6 separate regions of the Mus musculus genome follow, and regions 2, 3, 4, 5 and 6 are each linked to region 1. A link is a contact called in public Hi-C data. All regions are on one chromosome and are shown on one strand. The core of a region is the stretch at or near the end of the contact, and the rest is flanking DNA. Distances in the headings are between cores, read along the strand shown. Region 1 overlaps Kcnma1 (potassium large conductance calcium-activated channel, subfamily M, alpha member 1). Region 2 overlaps Lrmda (leucine rich melanocyte differentiation associated). Region 3 overlaps Lrmda (leucine rich melanocyte differentiation associated). Region 4 overlaps Gm10248 (predicted gene 10248). Region 5 has its middle 20 kb from the start of Gm10248. Region 6 has its middle 37 kb from the start of Gm10248.

What was found. A called contact is a pair of places that touch in the nucleus more often than the background predicts.
Region 2: a Hi-C map of uterus shows a contact between it and region 1, with 3 times the contacts expected there. The contact joins two enhancer-like sites. A contact is called at or near these places in 3 of 484 Hi-C or Micro-C datasets (nephron progenitors and uterus), 1 of 115 datasets of contacts at active chromatin or transcription factors (stem cell-derived neural progenitor cells) and 1 of 9 other capture datasets (embryonic trunk).
Region 3: a Hi-C map of uterus shows a contact between it and region 1, with 12 times the contacts expected there. The contact joins two enhancer-like sites. A contact is called at or near these places in 4 of 484 Hi-C or Micro-C datasets (all in uterus).
Region 4: a Hi-C map of uterus shows a contact between it and region 1, with 6 times the contacts expected there. The contact joins two enhancer-like sites. A contact is called at or near these places in 2 of 39 promoter capture datasets (the 3T3-L1 cell line and hippocampal neurons), 8 of 484 Hi-C or Micro-C datasets (the C2C12 cell line, embryonic stem cells and uterus), 3 of 115 datasets of contacts at active chromatin or transcription factors (embryonic basal ganglia and embryonic stem cells) and 3 of 9 other capture datasets (embryonic stem cells, embryonic tail and embryonic trunk).
Region 5: a Hi-C map of uterus shows a contact between it and region 1, with 5 times the contacts expected there. The contact joins two enhancer-like sites. A contact is called at or near these places in 2 of 484 Hi-C or Micro-C datasets (nephron progenitors and uterus) and 1 of 9 other capture datasets (embryonic stem cells).
Region 6: a contact with region 1 is called in a Hi-C map of uterus, with 3 times the contacts expected there. The contact joins two enhancer-like sites. A contact is called at or near these places in 4 of 484 Hi-C or Micro-C datasets (the C2C12 cell line, the N1E-115 cell line and uterus) and 1 of 9 other capture datasets (embryonic stem cells).

Annotation. Positions count from the first base shown.
Region 1 is chr14:23,389,270-23,391,832 of GRCm38.p6, reverse strand. All of the region lies in intron 19 of Kcnma1 (potassium large conductance calcium-activated channel, subfamily M, alpha member 1), which reads left to right. Among named protein-coding and RNA genes, the nearest start is that of 5430425E15Rik, 120 kb to the left of the region's middle. Within about 2 kb of position 1,267, at least 17 of the 459 cell types and tissues checked have an H3K27ac peak or open chromatin away from gene starts, as enhancers often do. A contact at or near this core is called in uterus, where this site is marked.
Region 2 is chr14:22,905,259-22,907,821 of GRCm38.p6, reverse strand. The region is part of intron 6 of Lrmda (leucine rich melanocyte differentiation associated); the gene reads right to left. Among named protein-coding and RNA genes, the nearest start is that of Gm30783, 26 kb to the left of the region's middle. Within about 2 kb of position 1,266, at least 77 of the 459 cell types and tissues checked have an H3K27ac peak or open chromatin away from gene starts, as enhancers often do. A contact at or near this core is called in uterus, where this site is marked.
Region 3 is chr14:23,014,283-23,016,845 of GRCm38.p6, reverse strand. The region is part of intron 6 of Lrmda (leucine rich melanocyte differentiation associated); the gene reads right to left. Among named protein-coding and RNA genes, the nearest start is that of Gm10248, 79 kb to the left of the region's middle. Within about 2 kb of position 1,270, at least 46 of the 459 cell types and tissues checked have an H3K27ac peak or open chromatin away from gene starts, as enhancers often do. A contact at or near this core is called in uterus, where this site is marked.
Region 4 is chr14:23,083,628-23,086,190 of GRCm38.p6, reverse strand. All of the region lies in intron 2 of Gm10248 (predicted gene 10248), which reads left to right. Among named protein-coding and RNA genes, the nearest start is that of Gm10248, 9.7 kb to the left of the region's middle. Within about 2 kb of position 1,285, at least 30 of the 459 cell types and tissues checked have an H3K27ac peak or open chromatin away from gene starts, as enhancers often do. A contact at or near this core is called in uterus, where this site is marked.
Region 5 is chr14:23,113,789-23,116,351 of GRCm38.p6, reverse strand. No RefSeq gene overlaps it. Among named protein-coding and RNA genes, the nearest start is that of Gm10248, 20 kb to the right of the region's middle. Within about 2 kb of position 1,266, at least 52 of the 459 cell types and tissues checked have an H3K27ac peak or open chromatin away from gene starts, as enhancers often do. A contact at or near this core is called in uterus, where this site is marked.
Region 6 is chr14:23,130,757-23,133,319 of GRCm38.p6, reverse strand. No RefSeq gene overlaps it. Among named protein-coding and RNA genes, the nearest start is that of Gm10248, 37 kb to the right of the region's middle. Within about 2 kb of position 1,294, at least 29 of the 459 cell types and tissues checked have an H3K27ac peak or open chromatin away from gene starts, as enhancers often do. A contact at or near this core is called in uterus, where this site is marked.

The DNA of each region.
Region 1 (2,563 bases), core at 18-2,517:
TCTCTGCAGAATGACAATGTCACCGGGACTTCTGTGGTCTGTCTTGGAGGAGAGGAAAGGAAGCATGCTATTATTAACCTTGACAACAGCAATTGTGCGGTCACTGTTTGTCCTCAGTGTTTGCCAGAGAGCAGCTGTAGATCAAACAGGACCACTCTAGAAAGTACTTGTGTCTCTCTGATGGAACTGATGGTACAGATGGCTCAGGGAAACGTGGCACATCACAATCTCCCCCTTTCTAGTGATGCTGGGGCTAGAACCCAGGCCATCACTCATGCTAAGCAAGCACTCTACCTCTGAGCTCTGCCCTGAATGATCCGGCCACACTACTCTTTCTGAGTGTCCAATGCATGACATTTAGATTTAAACCAAGCTGAGCAGTGGTATCAAAACCAAGATGGCTGATCGGGCCTTCCATAGTTTAATACTGAGGGATAAAGACATGAAACATGAACAGTATTGAGCAGGACTTTCTCCAGTACTTTCCAGAAGATAATCTGCCTGATCCTGCTAAGATATTAGTTTTGGGGTATGTGTGTGTGTGCATTGTAGGAGAGAAGAGGAGCTCTATATACTTTTAGAAATTTCTGCATAAAGGAGAATGTCTTCTTTAAGTTTTACATGTCACCCCTCCAGAGAGTATTTTAGATGGACACTTGAGGGGTGGGGGTGGGGAAAATCTGCCATTCAGCCACAAGGGAGAAACTTCCATTCTAACACAAAATGATGGTTGTATTTAATGTTAAAAAACAGTGGGTAACTTTTGTAATGAACAATTTCATTCGGGATTAATTTCAATTTTCTTCTCTCCTTATTGTTTGGCAGTCAAGGTTGAAGCTAGAGCCCGCTATCACAAAGACCCATTTATGCACAAGAATGCGACTCCCAATTCTCCACACGTGCCCAAGCCAGGTGAAGGAGTGCTGGGCTTTGTCCCAGTGTTTAACAGTTGCCTGGTACCCCTCAGCGTTTCACTGTAACACACTAAGCTCAGTTGCAGAAGACAGAGAGCTACTGTGGCTTTCAGCATGCATTTAACTTCTTTGGGCCACAAAATTTGAAAGAGAAAAGCCATTAAAAAAAAAAAAACAACCAAAAAACAAAACCAATGGATGATCATGAAAACAACCCCACTCTCCGACTAGCAGCTTGCACCCTGACTTCAGTAGGAAGCCCCTTCAGTTTGATGCCTTTGTGTTCAATACCACTATGCATGCCATTTATTCTAAGTGACTCCAGTGTGAATATGACATTACTAATGATCTGCTAAGTGTGTGCAGATGTGGGTTACTCCAGATGTGGTCATTAATAACGTAATGGAGATAGCTGTTTGACTCATGTTTATGAGTTGTTACCTTTTATTACTTTTCTGAGTTTATTTGCTTTGAGCTATTTTTTAACTCCAGCCAACAAACTCACCTTTAAATCTCAGAGCTTCATCTCCACCCCACCCCACTCTGCCCTCCTTAATCTCTTGGGGAAAACAGGGAGGAGGGAAAATGCCCGGGGCTGGAGGGGACTGGTGGATTCATTCCATGTAAGTAACAGGCTACTTGGGCAACCTGAAAGTCACAGTCATTACCCACTCCACCTCACGGATCCTTACAAGAAGCGCCAGTGGTCTCTGGCATAATACTTGCAGTCTGGAGAGGAAGACAAAGGCAGGGGTTGCTTTAAAAAAAAATCTTGTAAAATATCTGATCATTTTGAAGTAAGCCCCAGCCCCCGGCCAATGTTTCTGGAAGACGTTGCTTTGCTCTTGCTTAAAAACAGAACGCTGATGTGAAGGAGAGCGAAATGTTGTTACAGATGTTCAGCTCTGCATTAAGGCTGTTGGAATTACCACCACATCTTAAATCAATTCCCAGAGCATTGTCTGGAGGTTATGTCACCGAAATAATGAATCCTCTTTAGTCAAGAAAACGCAAACATGTTAAAACATCATTGTAAGTTTAAATTAAACTCCAGCGCCAACGAGGGGATCTGAAGCCTCATTAGACCTGCCTGACATTTTCCTAACGCTGACTCTTCTCCCCAAACTGTAAAACTGTTAGATTCAGGGCCTATTAGACAAGAGAGCGCTGGGAAGTTACAACAGAACATTAAGTGTTATACTTAGGGATGCGCAAAAACAAGCCCTTGAATTTTACGAGGGCTCAAAGACTTGGGAGAGTTTGGCTCCTATAAAAATTCCACATTAGATTCTCGAACTTGTTTGTGTTTTAAAGAAGCTGGCAAGTCAGGTTTCTTTAAAGGAACACCTCTTCATTCAGCTCGTGTGGAGGCATGGGAAGATGCTAGAAAGGTAGATTGCAATGAGCCAGAAAGCAGGTTAAGTTCAAGCCTGTGACTCTTTGTGCTCCCAAGGCAGTGGCTCGCTGCTGCTTGAACATGTTTGTCTTTCGTGAAAGCGAGTGAGCTTAAGTCTCTCTTTTGTTTTCATTTCTCATGTAGTCATAGAAGCCATGAGATAAGAATTATATCTGAGAGATCAGCTACTTTTCCTAGAACTGCTTTCTGTAAATATGCAGACATTGGTAAAACCCAAAGAGAGGATAATTAA
Region 2 (2,563 bases), core at 17-2,516, 480 kb after region 1:
GGAGGGAGAAAAGTAGAGAAGAGAAAAGAAAAAAGAAAACCTAAGCTTAAATCTTACAATTGCCCCTTTGAGGGTCGTTGACTCTGCAAGTTTTACAGTGGGATCCCCAAAATGAATGCTGCCTCTATGCAAAGCAACAGGGGGTCATGTTATAATTAGAATGCAATCAGTGGGATTGGTTATGGCTTGGTTCTCTTTCTGAAATGACAATCTATGCCACATCTGCCATTACATTAATATTTTCTGCCTTTTGAGAACAGGGGGAGGGTGGGTAGGGGAGGTGGAGGAAGGCATCTCTCTACTGGGCTGCTGATAGAGTTGTCTTAACTAGAAGTCTGCGTGAGCTAATCAAGGCCTGAGCAGTTCACCTTTAAAATACCCAAACCATCTGGCAGGCTGTCCCACGATAAATCTCTATGATAAATGCCTCCGTTTTGATGTTACAAAGGAACCACAGACCTGCTCAGTTTTGGCACAGCTGAGAACATACTGGCAACAGCAGAATAGAATTCAGATGTCCTCAAATAGAGAAGTAAATCATTTTGACCTGCGGGGCATAATATATTTAGAGAAAGCCTGATTGTAATAAAAAGGTTGGTCTTGTCACAGTTTCTGCTGCAGGAATGGTGATCTATTTTTTTGTTTTGTTTTGTTTTGTTTTGCTTTTCTGGTATATACTTTTCAGTTTAATGAAAACTCCAGTGAGTATCCTATAAAAGCTTTCCATCTCTACCCCTGCTTTTTGTGTGAGAGTCTTCAGACATCTCTTTCTGTCCCCTTGTGAATTGCTACAGTGGCCGCTTGCTGGTTCTCAGGCATCCTGCAGAGGAATAGCTGGAGTGGAGCATGCCTTCAGAATGATTAATCCACTTGCCTTTCACGGGTCTGTTTTGCTGGGCCCAGAGCCACTGCCAAGAAAGGACACACTGTGACCACCAGCACCAGGGAGAGAAGGCATAGCCTCTCAACTCAAGGTTAGCCTGGACCTGGTGCCGAGGGGGACTCATAAAATAAATTATGCTGTGTGGTTTTGGAAGGTAGACTTTTATGTCTCGCCAAGCTTCAGAAACAAATTATAGAGTGGTCAGTTGTCCTTATTTATTTCATGTTTTCCCCCCATAACATTAAGAAACTAATTAAACATGGATGCCAAATGGTAAGCAGTCTTTGTCCCACTTCCTTGCTTAGACACACAGTGCCTCACCCTTGGCTGTGGAGAAGGATCTCAGCCAAGCAAGGTTTAGCTAATGACAAGGCTTCAGCCGTTCTAGGGCTCCTGGGAATGCCTGGGACCTTGTGACAAGGCTTGGTGTCTTTTCCCACTCTGGCCTAGTTGGTTACAACAGCTTGACCAATTCTCTCCACAGCTGCTGGGGTCACTTTCTGGTGACTAATGGGAAAGACAGATTTCCCATCTGTCCCCTGAAAAATGGTTTAATAAAATGAGTCTGCTCACACACCCAAAGGAAGCCAGAAACAGGCATGAGAGGTGACATGTGTCCGATGAGGGGGTTTTCAATCTCACCCTGTTAGTCTCCAGACAAAGTTGGCAACAAAGAAGAGTAGCTGTTTCCCTGGGTAGAACTGAGTTGGGAAAGGAACACAGGCTGTTTTGAAGCTCACCGGAGCCTGCAGCGACGAGAGTCTGCAATTGCTCAGAGTCTCATTGAAAAAAAAGTACAAATAAATTTGAGGTCACCCTGTTCAATAAAACTTTAAAAAAATATATTTACTGACAGTCCACTTGGAAGGAAAAAGACACAAAAATTTATTGGCTGTTGGCAACTAGAGTGGAGACATGTTTCCCATACCTTTTTGTCTGCCTTGGGCAAAACAACACTTATCTAGTTGTTTGACTGTCCTACAAGGCAGTGCTCATGGTGCAGAGAGGAGACACCCACTGAATCTGTGGCTTCTTCAGCTCTTTAATCATTTCTTTGGCTTTTTCCCCGAATCCCTTCCAGGCTCTGGAGATTATGGTAGTTGACGATTCTTTGGGTTCAGTGGGGACAAAGAGAAATGTGCCAGGTAAGAGCATGTGCACCTATAGTTACAATGACATGGAATAATGGCACCCATTCACTCTCCCTTCTTCCCTGGCTCTTTACTCCCCTCAACTATGTGACTTGTCACTTCTGATGCTCACAGACCCTCTGGCCAGGTCACTTTTCAAATCTCTTCCTGCAATTAACAATGTGGCTACCAAGAGGCCCTGCAGGAAAATAAGAGACATTCCTCCTGCTCCCCGACTTCACCATGCTTTGCTTGTGGGTTTTGGCTCGACTCATTGGGGATGTTTCTCTTTTCTCATCTGCTCTTTAAAGCAAGAAGACACCTTGAGCCTAAACGTCCCAGAGAAGCAGGAAGATTAAGTGTGCAGTACTCACAGGTTGTGTACTTAACATTGATATTATTACTTTTTCTTTTTCTTTATTAGATATTTTCTTCATTTGCATTTCAAATGCTATCCCGAAAGTCCCCTATACCCTCTCCCCACCCTGTTCCCCAACCCACCCACTCCTGCTTCCTAGTCTGGCATTCCCCTGTACTGGGGCATATAATC
Region 3 (2,563 bases), core at 21-2,520, 370 kb after region 1:
ACTTAAATTATCTCTATCTTGTACTCCCATTTCTTCGTCGTAACATCACACCTCAATATCTCCCGAAGAAGTTCCCTCTAAAACAAGCTATTAAGTGACCTGACATGGAATCTGTACCTCAGACAAGTGGTTGCAGAAGAGCTTTCAACACAAGCTGTCTATTGTCTGACATGTTTCTATTTATTTCTACCAATGTATGCCATTTTTCAAATCCTCCTATCCCTATAGGGGTGACTTATTTGGTCTGTTTTATTTGGAAAGGGGGAAGAATCAAAAGCTAGTTGTATGGTTGTTGGGTTGTTTGTTTGTTTGTTGTGTTGTTTTTTGTTTTTGTTTTTTCTTGGTCATCAGATGAAGCCATCTCTGCCTTATTTCTGTCTGCTGAAAGAGATGGCACCATGCCTGGCCAAGTCCCCTTTCCTTCAGCCTCCATAGTCCAGCCAGACTCACAGCAGTGCTACAAAATATAGACTTGAAAAGTAATTAAGATATAAGTATTCCAGAAGAGAACACATGGTTATTTAAAGCCATTGGACAGCTTTCAAAAGGAAAGATCTATGAAATCCAAGGGCTGAGAGCCATCACGCTGTTTGCCTCCATTTCTCACATTAAGAATAGAGACTAATTATAAATCTCCAGCAAATATGACCTGGTAAAGAGTTTTCAAACAAAAGCCTGCACTGAACAGGATATCTGGCAGATCTGGGCACTTGTTTTCACTAATAACCATTAAAGTTGTTCCTAGTAAAGCCTTTTACAGCAGCATTAGAAATATCAGGGTTTACGTTTTCCTTAATGAATCACTGCACTGTGTTACCATTGCACCACGGTCTCCCAGCGGCTCCTGATCCTCGCTTTGTCTCCGTGGTGCCTCTTTCCCCCTGTAACATTTCGTTTCCAATGACACGTCAGCCGTCTTTCACCAACCTCAAAGGAAAGTTGAATGCAGGGCTCACAAAGTTAAGCTGACATTTGCTCCCTTCCAATAAAAAATATTTAGTCCATTAAACATAAATACCTGTCATTATGATACATGGAGTGGGTGCGAGCCTCCCGGTTCCCTCTGATGTTTATTACATCCAAGCAACTGCAGTGCCTGCATGTTTTCAACTTTAGTGTATTGATTAAACTTTTAAATGGCTGCCATATAACCCAGGGACAGCGGGAAGATTAATTTGCGTCAATGTTCATCTGTAATTCATTAGCCATTTATTCTTTACAACCACATGGGCTATCAAGAAAATGCAGGCCATTTTTCACTCGGCACAGGCTGAGAACAGATTCTGAAATTTGTGCTGCATACAAATAAGTTCCCGGGGTCTGGCCAGTTAAACTGCTTGGCTTTTCAAAAGTTGAGGAGAGGAGGAGTGGGGTAGGGGCATGAAGACTCCTGGGGGGAGGGAACGGGCATCTTCAGGCTTAACTGTGTTTGTTAGTTCTCTGCAAGGGGAGGAACGAGCATCTTCAGGCTTAACTGTGTTGGTTCTCTGCTTTTCTGTCCATGGACACTGGTTTCTTCTTACAGTTGGATTAAAATAACGGAAACCTGTGTCTGAGCAGAGGCAATAAATAACCCAGTTGCTCTCTTCCCCATCCGCTCTCTTCCCCAACACTTCTCTTCCCACCCCTACCTAATGTCTCCTAAAGTGCTGTTCCTGGCAGAAAACCTCAGCCAGTTGCAGTGAAGTAGAAAAGTGTGTAGCCTAGAGGAATCTGGAGCTGTCAAGTCAGGGACAGTGGCATTTGAACCAGCTCTTCCCCAAACAGTGGAATCTCAACCCTGCCTGGAGCTGGGAAGGTGCCCAGCTAAATAGCAGTTTCCTGAGGGAAGAGGGAAGCCATCTGGCTTCTCCACATGCCCTCCTGACCCCCTTGGCAGAAAACAGACTACAAAGTAGAGGCATACACAGAATTAAGCACACCCCTGAAAGACCCTTCCACACACAAGGTGCTATGGGAAGAAAAGGAAAGAGCTTTGTGTGCTCAGGTCAGGGCTGGAGGAGACGAAAGCACAGAAGGGGAATTGTTCTTCATAAGGATGAATAATTAAAGCAGAGAGCTTGCAGCCTGGGCCTCACTGTGGCTCATCACTGTAACAGTGAACAGCAAAGAAATCAATGGTCATGACAATACTCTCTCTCTCTCTCTCTCTCTCTCTCTCTCTCTCTCTCTCTCTCTCTGTGTGTGTGTGTGTGTGTGTCTGTCTATCTGTCTCTCTCTGCCTCTCTGTCTCTGCCTCTGCCTCTCTCTGTCTCTCTGTCTGTCTGTCTCTCTCTCTCTGTCTCTCTCTCTGTCTCTCTGTCTCTCTGTCTCTCTGTCTCTCTCTCTCTCTCTCTCTCTCTCTGTGTGTGTGTGTGTGTGTGTGTGTGTGTGTGTGTGTGTGTGTGTGTGATTGGGGAAGCTGACTGGCAGTACTAGAAGAGGCATCATGCAGTTGCTGAAGGCAAAAGCTGCCTGGTCTGTGATGCCCACAAAAAAAAAAATCAAAGGTAATATTACATACTGGTAAGCTTTGGTAATAGTATCTGAAAAAGAGCCAGCATAGAGGAAGCCTTGGGGAGGA
Region 4 (2,563 bases), core at 36-2,535, 310 kb after region 1:
GTCAGGTAACTGTGGGGGTGGAGTCTAGCCAAAATGCCAGAAGCTTGGGACATTGTCTGTGTGACTGAGTCACAGAATTATGGACAAGCACCTGATTCTGGGAATGTGGCTCACCTTTCCATCCTTTGTAGATTTCTCTATTGGGTCACCAGAGCATACCCCATTCAACCAAAATAGGCTGCCTATCACAGTCCCACACTTGGTGATTAACTTACCATGCTGGCCTCAAAATTCAGATCCACTTCTGCCTTCTGAGTGACAGAAATAATGCCTTGTCCTACCATTCCCAGTGGTTAAAAATTTTTAAATATTATTCAATTTTAAAATTTTAATTTCAAAAATAAAAAACTTAAAATATTTGAGTTTTAATTTGCTAATAATTTGTCTAGAGTTTGCCTTTAGTGTAGCTTTTTATTTCTGTATTTGTCTGCTGGTTATACATAGCATATAAAACGAGGGGGCAAATAGCATGCACACTCATTTCTCCTGAAGAGTTAATATGAGATTGTAGTTGCTTCTAATTTGCATGTTTGAAATAATTCTCTGGGGTAGTTTTTGAGCTTTGAAGAGTTCATTTTGATATTTTAGTTTAAAAAAATGTTTATCAGATGTCAAATAATTACAATTTCTGCTTATTTAATAAAATTTGATCAGCTTAAAACACAAATAGTTTTGAAATTCTGGGTGGACTTTAGATGTAAATATGAAAGGCAAAATAAGATTGGAAGTTAAAAATCTGGTAATGTATGTGGGATAAAGTGAATATTTTAATACATTGAAAGAACATTAATCAAAAAATAAAGGTTAAGAAAACATCACATCAAATTCAGTAACTTTTGCTCATGTAAAAATACTGTGAAGAAAATGGGAGAAGATATCTGTACTGTTAAAGCAGAAGAGGCCAAAGTAAATAGTAATTAGTAGATATCTATTAAGAATGAGTTAGACTTTTGCTCGTTTGTAAGAAAAGCCAATGAAGCTAAAATAATGAAAGCTGCTAGCATCATTGCTGATGGACAGGCTTAGAATGATGCTTCATTGAAAGGGCCACCTAATTCCCAAATACAAAACCAGGAAGGAAGTAAAGTTGGGTTTTATCAAAGTGTGTTGTAACAGCAGAGAAGCTGTGATATGACAGTAAACTCATTTCAACATTCCATGGTAAATGTTACAACAAAAAATATCCCCTCCTGGCCTGCTTCCCGAAAAGTTCTAGTGTGTTTTGGGTCACTGTGACACCAGCATTCTCTTCAGCAGTGACTCATAGCATTTGGGGGTTGAGATCAACACCACAGTTGATTTATGACCATGCTCAAGGCCCCAAGAAATTTTCAGCAGAAACCAAACTTGGAGCTTATATGGGTGCCACTGCCTATTTTATCAAATTTTTGTCAAGTTTATTTATTTATTTTTTAAATAAATGAATGTACTTATCAAATCCTCATGCTATTTAGAGATACTTAACTACAAGCCAATATATTGAGTTAAGAACTATTAAAGAAATATATTGTGCTAGCAGGCTGGAGGTTTGGATTAAAGATTATCCACACATCTGCTGTTATCCATCATGCCCCTAACCTCAGTTTGGGGCTAGAGAAAATCAGAACAGCCTCTCCCACCAGGTGAACTTGGGTACCACCTGTTACTTTGGCTGAGTAGGAAGCCTGCCCATGGATTTTTAGTAAGCAAAAAAATTTGACTTTGGCAGAACATTAAAAAGAAGTAATATTTCAAAATAATGCAAGAGAGCAATATTTATGAAACTGTTTTGCACACAGTTTCTGAGAAGCCAGCTCTGGCCTACCATTATAAATCATTCTCTGACTGCGTTAGAGGGGAGAAGGTTTGCCAAATAGATCCTAGAGGATCTGTAACAGAGACTGCTGTTTTAAAATGATCAAATTATCTTAGGATCTAGACATGGGGAATGTTAGCACTCTGCTCTCCCCCCCAACTCCTCCCCCACCAAATGTGGAAAAGAGTTTCAAAATGGAAACCTATGAAAGAGAGAGTAGAATAAGAACACAGAGAGCAAATAGACACAGGAAACCAGTGGGACCAGCCCCACATCCCCCTCTAACCAGCCCCAGATGGAGGCGTCCACCATAGCAGCCACTCCTACATTGTTGTGGCTTGGTAGCATCAGTTGTTTAGCATGTCATTGCAAAGTTCTCTGAACACTTCCCTCTGGCTTTGTCCATTTGTAGACACCACTCTGGAATTGGGGTATGACAAGAATTAGAATTGACATCCACCAAACTCTGTGTGTCCTGGAGCCAGCCTCAATGGCTCTGCCACTGTCACATCAAGCTCCATCCCTCCCGGCCACTCTGTGTCTGCACCCATGACACCTGTCAGAAACTTTCAAGTGTCTGCTCATTTCTTTATCAATGTGGCCTGCACAGCCCAGGCAAAGGAGGAGTGACATTTGGGATGAGAGAGAGATGGGTAGTGCCTCCCCCGCCCTCTGTCTCCTCTAACTGTCAGCTTGAGTTTTCTCTCTACATATCAAGATTGATACCTAGTTGCCTTGTCATTTAGAAATGCATGGAGTGGTAACCAG
Region 5 (2,563 bases), core at 17-2,516, 280 kb after region 1:
CATACATCATCAGAATGAGTCACTCTGATGATGTATAACTCAAAAGATGGTACTATCCAGGGAAATGTGGACATAGCATAAATCAGGGCCAATGTTAAAGAAGAAAACCCAGGACAGCCTTGGGAGAAAAATAAAGGTTCAGGGGTCTCCCGCAGTAGGGGTTGAGAGACAAAACTAGTAAATTCTTAACGGCTCAGATGGAAGCTTTCTGTTAGCAGAGGGTTTCTTAATGACCAAACCAGACCATCAGCATTCCCAGGTGGCACTTGCATTTCCCTCCCATCTGGAAGTCAGCTTGGCTTCTGCGTTCCTGCAAAGCCCCCTTGTCTTGATGGAGATCCAGTGTCCGTCAGATCAAAAGGAGAATATTGTGGGTCTGTGCTTCATCAGAATCCTCATGGATCTCCCATCTATAAGGTGGATTGGAAGGGCTTTGCTAACCACAATGGTTCAAACTGGCCTTCTTTCAGAGTCCTTGCCTTTAGCCACTGATAAATGAAATGAGTGGAGACTTGACAGTCTAGTATAACAAGCAAACCAGGGCAGCCCTAGATCCTAGAAGTTATACATTTTTAGTATACAGCGAAATAGTTTTACCTGTAAGTAAAAACAAAAACAAAAACATCTTTGCTTTGCTTTTCTCTATATAGCAAGAGAAAGAGAAAGAGTCAGTATATTGTTTCTCTAAAGCACAGATTAGATTTTCATGCTATCCACTATTAGATTGGACCAGAAATGATGACAATTGAGGTTGGGACTAAAATCCAACATATTTCAAGCTTTATTTCATCCACAGGGAGGAACACTATAGAAATACTGTCAGCCCTGCCTTCTCATCCTTGGGTTGAGGAATGCATAGCCAAGAGCATCAACCTCTTTGTAACCTTAAAAAGTGGTAGATAAAGAAGCCTTAGAAGAGGGAGTTGAGAGCCATAGGGCAGAGAGGGAGGTAAGACCACACGCAGGCACACTGGGGAAAAATTAACATTTGGGTTTAATGCTTTATTTAATGTCAAACTGTCAGCTTGAGATCTGAGGCCCATGCATACGGATTCTGTCCTTCGACCCATACAAAATAAAATCAAAATCAAAGCCTAGGTGCTTCAGGACTGGAGAATATCAGAGCTCAGCCCTTGGCATCTGGGATCCATTATAGACAAGAAGTCTTCCTCTGTGGGTTCCTTTCCCTGGTCCCCACCCACACTCCAGCAAGGGAGGGGCCAGACAGTGAAGACTTCCTTTGCCAGTGCTGGTGCTGTTGCTGTGACTCATTGCCTTTGTTTATTGCAAGCTCTACAGCGGACTTTGTACTTTAGCTGAGCCCAATCAGAGGGCCCTCCTGGCAGGGTACGAAAGGGCCAGAGTCCTCCATAAGGCACACTGGCACCCTGTCCCTCTCTATGAGGAGTTGAGGGGGAAGTGCTTCACCACCCGAGCAGCAGTTAAGAGAACAAAATGCATTTTTTTTTTATTGTTCACAAATACTTACACCTTCAAAGGCTTTTAAAAGTTGAAACAAAACAGATCTTGCCTCTGTTCTTTATTTATTTTTTGGTGGGGTCTAGGCAGGAGAGGAGAATGAAAGAAAGGAGAAAGCCAGCACATTCCTTGGGTGGTGTTTATAAATGAACAAGACCTGAGAGGGATCCCATAATGCCTTGCGGTTGTCACCTACATCTGCCTGTATGATCTCCCTCTGGCTGTGCTGTGCAGAAGTGTCAGGTCTGGGACATAAGTCATTACAGACCATGGCTGTATGAAAAGGAAGTGGCTACAGACAAGTTCCTACAGGCTAATACAACTCAGTGGTCAACCATAAGAAAACAGACAACTGTGGAGAATATGCCAGAATTATACCAACTAGCACCAATCAACTTAATTGAAAGAAATCTTGGGTCAAGCTGCATAGAGGAACAACCATGCAAAGATCTTGGAGATTTGGCCCACTAGGCTTGCAGCTGAGGTGCATTCTCTGGGTTTGATTTGTTAGACCTGCCAGGCTGCAGAGGCAGCCACAGGTTCCGTGCTCACCCCATCAGTCATCTTTCAGCACGTGGCATATATGGTAACCATTCAATATTTTTAACACCATGGTGTTTTTCTGCATCCTGTGTTCAGGTGAGGAAACTGAGGCTGGCACTGATGCTGTGTCTCCTGCAGGCTTATAACCAGGAAGTAGCAGATTGGATTTTAACTCAGTTTCCTTTGGCATCTAAGACCACAGTTTAGTGTAACATGCATGGAGGCCTTAGATGTCTCCACTACTTTGCTTTCCTAGCATACAAGGTAATGATATGTTCATACATATACATCATTACACTATGCTCATACTTACTACTCTGTCTTCAACACCCCAATAGATTCACCCCCTCCTTTCAAATAGCACACACACACACACACACACACACACACACACACACCTTCCACATATGAGAAATAAATGCAGTCTTTCTTCGCTTGCTCATTTGCCAAATGCTTGTTCTAGGGGAAAAGTCCAAGTTTTCCAGAGACCACATCTAAACAAACAAACAAACAAACAAAGGAAGTTTGGAATGATAATTAC
Region 6 (2,563 bases), core at 45-2,544, 260 kb after region 1:
GAGGAAATGTCCTAACTAAACCTAGTTCAGAAGAGGGTCTGTACACAAACCTCAAACACTGAGTCATTGTGTCATTGAGATGAACCCAACCTAATATGAATCAGGAACACCCAGATGACCCACAGATAGAGAACACGGAATAATGAATGACTACTGTGTTAAGCTACTGAATTTGGAATAATTCCTTGCATGGTAACAGCTAACTGATTTAATCCCTAGTATTTGAAGAAAGTTTCCTGCCTGCTATAAATATGTCTAGAAATTTTCTGTCTGTGTAGACTTTCTCATGTCCACCTACTCTTCACAGACATTAAGAATAAGGCCACAGCTCCTCTAGAATTATTCTAGCAATGTCCAGTGTGATCCTGCCACACGTGTTTTGTCATGTATTCTTTTTTAGACTTCTATGAAGGAACTATTCATCTATCTTCTGATAACTTGGGCTAAAACTCAGAAAGGACATTAGAACAAAAGTGAGGCTAGGCTAGACAGTAGGTGCTAGGCTAGACTATGCTAGGAGGTAGATCCCAAGGCTAAGAGAAGAAACAGGAAATGCTGTGGTATCTCTCTATGCCTGTTTACTTCTCTTGGTGTTTTTTATTGTTCCTTTGGACACAATTCACCCAGAGGACCCGTGTTTGCTCCTTCATTGTTGCTGATTCCCTACCATGTACTGGCCTTTTACTATAAAGCATAGTCTACATCCAACCCAAATGAAAGACCTTATTGTACCTCAAATACCTAATTCTGAATGCTTCCCCATGAATCCTCTTATTCCCAGGACACTTGGGTTATAGCTGTGTTGAAGAAGGCCTCTCACTTTTGTGGCTTTAGTTGGCACGTCTGCAATCCTAGGGAACTGGGTGCCGGGAGGGCCTCTGTGACTTACAGTCATAAAATTCTCTGATGAGTCTTATCTGTGCAACCAGACTCATATAAACATAAATTTTTAGCTTTGGAAGAACATGTGAAACCGTCCATCCCAACACTTTAATTTATGAACAAGGAAGTGGAGCCCTCAACAGAAAAAGTGGTTGGCCTTGGCCCACCCAGCAAGTTCACAGCAGGGCTAAGATGGGAGCCTGAGCTCTTTGTTTTCGTCATTGTGTCTGCTTTAACTTCCTTGAGGACAGGGAATAATTTCGGATTCATCTTCTCTTCTTTGTCTTCAGCCACAGAATCCTGGAGTTGTAACCAACACTCAATAAATCTCAAGAAATATCTGTTGACTCGGAATGAGAATGAGCAAGCATTGCTTATGCAGCCAAGACAGCAAATTTCTGTCTGTTCAGCCAAGAGACCATGAGTGCCACAGCCCCTGGAGGTCTTCCTGCTCTGTGTGGGGCAGTATTTTGACCACGCAGAGCTAGTCTCTTGAGTTATATGTTTGATCAAAGAGACAAAGCACACCCTTATCTAGTTCTCTGTTGACATCACTGCATCCCCAAACACAGTGCTGCTCACCATGAGGCTCAGTGGGCAATTTACACCTAATTTCTCACTCACAGTTCAGGCTTTGACTAAAGCAATAGGCTGTGGGTAAGGAAATCATGTGTTATGTTTAGGCAGACAGCCACTAAAAGCATGTGCTGGGTCATAAGCTCTGATTTCTGCAACAGGAAATAGTATCAACTCACCAGGAGGCTCCAGCAAGGGGGTAAGGACAGTTGGACTTGGACTATTATCATGGTACCGAATATCCTTCCTTTTTTTTTTTTCAGAGCTGTGAAGTTGGAAAATAGTTTCCACCTGCATGGCAGTGAACTGAAAAGGCAGAGGACCCATGCCGTCTGCCGGCTTTCGAAGCCACAAGCAGCAGCAGCCAGGGACTTGCTTCCGGCGCTAGTAGCAGTGAAGGAGGCAAGTCCACAAAGGGACAAGCCAAATAGTGTTAGGTCTCAAATGTGTTTGGGAAAGTCTATTTAGGGACTTTTTAAAAAACAAAAGCCTTTACTTTCTTCTTCAGTGCTTTACAGTTTTCATTGTATTTGTCATTGCATCCCTAATAGAAACCATGATTTGGGGAGCTAGGGTATTCTGAATAGGATTGTTTCCCCATAAGTGTCTCAGTAGGTTTATCTTTGGTTTATAGGAAGGCAACTGGCTTGGGCAGGCTCATTATATAACCTGCTGCTGTATTTTAAAAGCATATGTTCTTTGATTCAGGGAAACAGGACATGCATATGAGTTAATAATACAACAGAAGTCCTTAAACTCCAATTTAAAAAGGAGGACATTGCCAGAAATGTTTGGACCTACTTAGAACCCTTCACTGTTCCCATGGTGTGTGTGTGTGTACACTCATGTGTGCACATACATGTGCTTAAGCATATTGAATACATTATTTATTTTGTTCTTTTGTACTCTCACAGAGAATGAGCTATGTTATACATAGTCTTCAACGACATTTATTATATATCTAATAGTAATCTTTCTATTATATGTATCAATTTAATACACCATGCAATGAGCTTCCCACCATTCTTTAAGTCTATACTAACCTAGATGGACATTTAGCTGCTTTCTGTTTCTCCCTCATAAGTAATGCTGAGATTAATAGTCT